Regions from separate parts of the Zea mays genome. Here region 2 is linked to region 1. Evidence: chromatin contacts called from public Hi-C data. All regions are on one chromosome and are shown on one strand. Each heading gives the region's core, a stretch centred on a gene start, on an enhancer-like site or on the middle of the called end of the contact. The rest is flanking DNA. Distances are from core to core; before and after follow the strand shown.

What was found. Hi-C and Micro-C count contacts between places; a contact is called where the count stands out from the background.
Region 2: a contact with region 1 is called in a Hi-C map of leaf, with 5 times the contacts expected there. The contact joins the promoter of LOC103629705 here to the promoter of LOC100384866 in region 1. A contact is called at or near these places in 8 of 25 Hi-C or Micro-C datasets (bundle sheath, ear, endosperm and 3 more).

What each region holds. Positions count from the first base shown.
Region 1 is chr6:106,588,036-106,590,898 of Zm-B73-REFERENCE-NAM-5.0, reverse strand. It overlaps LOC100384866 (isoleucine--tRNA ligase, cytoplasmic), which reads left to right and starts at 1,587. Exons shown (of 27, transcript XM_008649996.4): 1 at 1,587-2,308. The coding sequence starts at 1,775.
Region 2 is chr6:106,771,962-106,774,707 of Zm-B73-REFERENCE-NAM-5.0, reverse strand. LOC103629705 (protein S-acyltransferase 24) reads left to right here and starts at 1,273. Exons shown (of 13, transcript XM_008650817.4): 1 at 1,273-1,756; 2 at 2,528-2,668. The coding sequence starts at 1,469.

The DNA of each region.
Region 1 (2,863 bases), core at 338-2,837:
AGTGAGCACTTGGTTCTTGCGAGGACCAAGGGGGAGCGATACCCTTGCGCGGGTGCTCCAACGAGGACTAGTGGAGAGTGCCGACTCTTCGATACCTCGGGAAAAATTGGAGGAGTCTTCTAAACCTTTCTTTACATTCCGCACTTAATTCAAGCACTTTACATTGTGTATTTGTTTAGCAAGTATTTGAAGATCTTAGCATTGTTGCATTTCTAGTATTATATTCTTAGTGCTAGTTGTTGGGGTGAAGTTGGGCTCTTGCTTAGCTCTTGCTTAGATTTTAACTAGTGTTGATTTTTAGAAAAGCCCAATTCACCCCCCTCTTGGGCATCGTGATCCTTTCACCATGTTTCATAGTTGAAGCCCTCAGTGCATCCATTGTAGGTGAGTCATGGAATTCCTACTACTGACTTGTCCCTTTAGTATCCCACATAGGTGCTGTAATGTCGGTTGATCTCTCATGGTGTTCGTCGACCAAGTCTTGATCCACTGGTCTGGGTTGGATGCAGCGCTGACGTCATGGGAGGATGAAGACACGCTCAAGGAAGTGTTCCCTCATACGACCGCTTGGGGCAAGCACCATCCCAAGGAGGGGGATTGCGAGGACCCCTGAAACTCCAACGTCGAACGTGTCTACCCCTGGTGCCGACAAGCCGTTGCTGGGACGACGTCTGAGGAAGCCAAGTGTTCGTTACGGGGCCCCAAAGTAGTTGTAGAGTGGTGGCGGCCCACGAACATCGTTGCGTATGTAAGCGGTGAGCAGTAAGGCGAGGTCAGGATGATTGTAAACGAGAACTTAACTCTGTCTATCTACTCCCTGGTTCTCACTCCCCTTCCCCCTCCCACACAATTGGACACCAAGTTGCTAACAAGCTTAATATGGACCAATCAGAATAGGCAGACATTATCGACCGGTTCGTGCAGTGTAGTGGTCGATATAGACTGATTATGCACTAACGTGATCGACACCGACCAGTTGGATCGGTCGATAACGCCACCGATCGATCGGCTCAACCGACTGCGGGTGGGACCGGTGGTACTGACCCTTACTCAGCAATCGATGGCTCACAGTCGAAACCAGTCTTAGACTAAGTGTCGATGCCATGGTTTGTGATGCTATCTAGTTTATATGATTCTTTGGTATATGTCATGGCGTCAAGCTATTACATAGGTGTGCTGTGACATTCGCTACTAGAATTTTTCATCTATTAACTGTTGTCATACCACAACCTTAGTCTAGAGGTGCTTTTCAATTTTGCACGAGAAAACCGACTTTTGAAAAAAGCTACTTTTTGGTTTGGACCGTTTGACTTTTGTCTTTTTAGAGGACAAAAGCTAAAGCCAAACCAAACACATCATCAATACATCAATCAGCTTTGTCCTCTACCTTGAGCGTAGAGTCAACAGACTGTCTTTGCCAAAAAAAAGTGTATTAGGTTTTTTTTAATTCAGTCCCTAAACCGGTAGAAGACATAATTGTACATATCCTAATGGTTACGTGCACGAAAAAGAAAAGGTAACTTGGGGACTACTGCATGTGCGAAAACTGAAAAATAGTAATACTACCGCATGAGACCATTTCTAGGACCAAGGTTGCATTCGGACCGTCCGTAGCGCCCAGCTGACCTCTAAACCCTTGTCTCCCTCCCCCAAGTGAATCCGTGTTGTACCTCTCGCCGCCGCCGTACCATCGCCCGAAATCCTAGCCCCATTCACCGCCTCGCTCGGAATCCAAGCCCCATTCGGCGCCGCCGCGACCGCCGGACAGGAGGTCATGGACGACGTGTGCGAGGGGAAGGACTTCTCCTTCCCGGAGCAGGAGGAGCGGGTACTCGAGCTGTGGGCGAAGCTCGACGCCTTCCACGAGCAGCTCCGGCGCACGGAGGGCGGTGAGGAGTTCGTCTTCTATGACGGCCCCCCCTTCGCCACTGGTCTGCCCCACTACGGCCACATACTCGCCGGCACCATCAAGGACGTGGTCACCCGGCACCAGTCGATGCGGGGCCGCCATGTCTCGCGACGGTTCGGGTGGGACTGTCACGGCCTCCCCGTCGAGTTTGAGATCGACAAGCTGCTCGGCATCACCAACCGGCAGCAGGTGTTCGACCTCGGCATCGGCAAGTACAACGAGACGTGCCGCAGCATCGTCACCAAGTACGTCTCTGAGTGGGAGGCCATGGTCACACGTACGGGGAGGTGGATTGACTTCAAGAACGACTACAAGACCATGGACCTCAACTTCATGGAGAGCGTCTGGTGGGTGTTTGCGCAGCTCTGGGAGAAGGACCTCGTCTATAAGGGCTTCAAGGTTGCGTCTTTAACCTCACTCAGATAATTTTGGAGTCAGTTCATTCTCATAATTCTGAGTTAGTGAGTTGTACAAAGCTTAACAAGCTTGTCATTGGTAGTTTGACAAGCATAGCGTTCAGTTAATTGGGAACTTAACAGTGTCTTTGACTGCACAGTGACTACATTGCAAATTCTGATATGTCTCAATGCCAGTGTTAGAATATAATATAAGTGAATTGCTCATCCCTTCCTATTAGCTTAAACTTTTGGGTTTAATTGGTTGGTGCATGCAACTCAATATGGTATCAGAACTAGAGGTATCGACTTCGAATCCTGACAGAGGCTTTATTTGTGCCTCCAACCATTTTTTTCACGTTTGCGCCTTTTTCTTTGGCTGCACGTGAATGTGGGTGTTTAAGTGTATAAGTGCATTCACTATCTTCTTCTATCAGATTAAGCTTTTGGGTTAAACTGATTAGTACGTCCACTCTAATATGGTATCACAGCCAGAGATCATGAGTTTTGGCTAACACAATTAAATAGAATAATTGCTGCTCGCTCCTACATTTCACGT
Region 2 (2,746 bases), core at 24-2,523, 180 kb before region 1:
TTTCTCCTTTGTGTCTTACTTCTCTTCAACGGTGTTCCCTGTGTCTCATAAGATATTTTTGACAGAATCATTTCACTGTAAAAGTGTTTGGAATAGTTTCTAATGATACCACTGATATATTTGAGCATGGGCCATCCAACTCGATCAACCCGGCCTATCGAAAAGAAAAAACTTTGACGTGACTAATACAGTGGAGATACAAGCTATATCCAATGTTCACTTGGTTTAAATTCTAAACGGTTTCTAGTGTTTCTATTGTCTCTATAAATTACAACTACATCAGTTTTAACAGCCGGATAATCTTAAAGGTATAGTTTTTGACCCAAAACTTGACTCAACTGAAAACCTTAAAAAAAACAACCTCGCACTAGTCCGAGTCGAATATGAGTGGTCAAACAGATCCAACCTTACCAAAACATGAAAGGAATCGAGATCGGAGGTATTTCTATTCGGCCTTCTTCTCTGCCCTGCCCTCTTCTCAGGGAACATTCCTATCCTGGCCATTGATTCGATTAGTTTGAGAACGAAAGAAGAAAGCAATCCTCGCATACGTTTAAATATGATATATTACTAGTTTGACGAGCAAGATTCCAACAAGGCACTAGTTTTTACGAGTAAGATTCCAACAAGGCACCCGAAAACCCTGACTTCATTCTGACACGGACTTAACCATGCCCTACTACCGAACCTATCTCTAGCTTCTGGATACGAAGACAGAAAGATAACCCATTTGTCTTTAAGAGAAACGCTTCAAAGCGGAAAGAGTGGGGAAGTAGAGTTGCCACGACGATCTAGATGGAAGTTTCCAGATTTCAAGGTAAAAAGTCGAGCCAGACTCTTTGCTAAAGCAATTAATTGGTTTTTACAACCTGGCCTCCGCAAGCTAAAGAAATAATACAAGAGACGATTAAGGGGGTGTTTGTTTGAGATTATAATCTATCCAGATTATATAATCTAACAATTTTTGAACTAAGAGTTAGTTCAAAAATTGTTGGATTATATAATCTAGGTGGATTATAATCCCAAACAAACACCCCCTAAGTGGATACTCTACTTCCACCGAAAACCATGGATACCTTGCCACTACCACTATTTCCGCCGACAACCTAGTTTGATCCATTCCTGAAGCAGATGCAGGACAAAAACCTGATATTTGAACAGGTATCGCCATGAAGAATCAAAATCGTTTCTTGCTTCCAAATGTCCCTAAGATCTGACATGCCAAATTTTGAAAGAAGAAAAGTCCGGGGTTCTGGCATGCAAAATCCGACATACCATTTCGCCCCAACCTTCCCTCTCATTCTCCGCCTCTGCCCCCCGGCCACGCTCCTCACGAGTCACCGGGGAGGCGGGGACTAGCGCTTGGCAAAATCAACGAACGACCAACGCACAGTCAAACACTCCGACGACCCCTTCCTCCCTCACCCCTAGCCGCTTCCCCGGACCCCGCGCCGATCCCACCGAACCCATGGCGTCGGAGATCGAGGTGCTCGAGGACACCACCACCTCCTCGACCTCCCTCGTCGCGGCCGCGTCCACGGCCCCTTCCGCCGCGGAGGGCGCAGGGGCGCCGGCGGAGAACGAGTCGCTGAAGAACGACGTGTACACCGCAGCGGCGTACGGAGATCTGGAGAAGCTGCAGCGGCTGGTGGAGGGGGAGGGCCGCCCGGTCACCGAGCCCGACGGCGGGGGCTATTACGCGCTCCAGTGGGCCGCGCTCAACAACCGCGTCGCCGCCGCGCAGTACATCCTCGAGGTTGCCCTCTCCCCCCGCTCCCGTGCCCCCTCCAACGCCTCGCAATTTGGCCTTCTATTTGTAGACGTTCGTTTTGCGTTGCTATTGGGGGATTTGGGGTACGTTCCAGTAGGCTGTGATGCAATGCACTTCCTGAGCTGGAATTTTGTGTATCAGAACCGTGGGCTGCTTGCGTAATTGCGTGAAGGAGCTACGCACCTTGGGATGTCATTATTCCGGTCAGTTTCTATGGCTCAGGCATCATTGTTTGTGAACAAGCGTGCAGCTGCGTGCTGAATGCTTTGCCGTGGTGGTGGGTTTGGGATTTCGGAGCTGGTTTATGAGGAGGGATCTGGACGGATGTAGGTTGTTAGTACATCTGGATCAAATTTGGGAAAATTTACTTGCTGACAGTTGCAACAGGACAGTTCAGGAAGAATGTACATGGCTTTGCTGTGTCAAGTGTCAACTAGTTACTTGTATTTATGCCTTCAACCTTTTCAGTTTAGACCAAAATGTGTATGTGGTATGCTTAGGATATTGTCTAGACCAAGATAAGTACTGCTCATGATATGGCTTTTATTGCATGAATGCATGACCTCACGCAATACACATGTTGTGATGATGGGGTGTATCTTGTATTGTATCTTGATGTCACAGTAGACATAGCTTTGTTATTCTGATCGGGTGGTTGCTGTTGAAAGGCATATTAGCTACTTTTGGTTGATGACTGTTGTTGATTGAATTTCCTTGGTTCTCTTTGGTGATGATTTTGTGCTTGTATTTGAATAGCATGGAGCAGACACAAATGCTGTGGATCACACTGGACAAACAGCACTTCACTGGAGTGCTGTACGTGGTCATATTCAAGTTGCCGAACTACTTCTGAAAGAAGGAGCTAAGATGGATGCTGCTGATTTATATGGGTATCAGGTCTGTATTCTCTTCCCTGCTGTTTCTTTGCCTCTCCGGTCCTTGTTGTGCCTGTCTCCACTTTTAGCTGCCTATTGT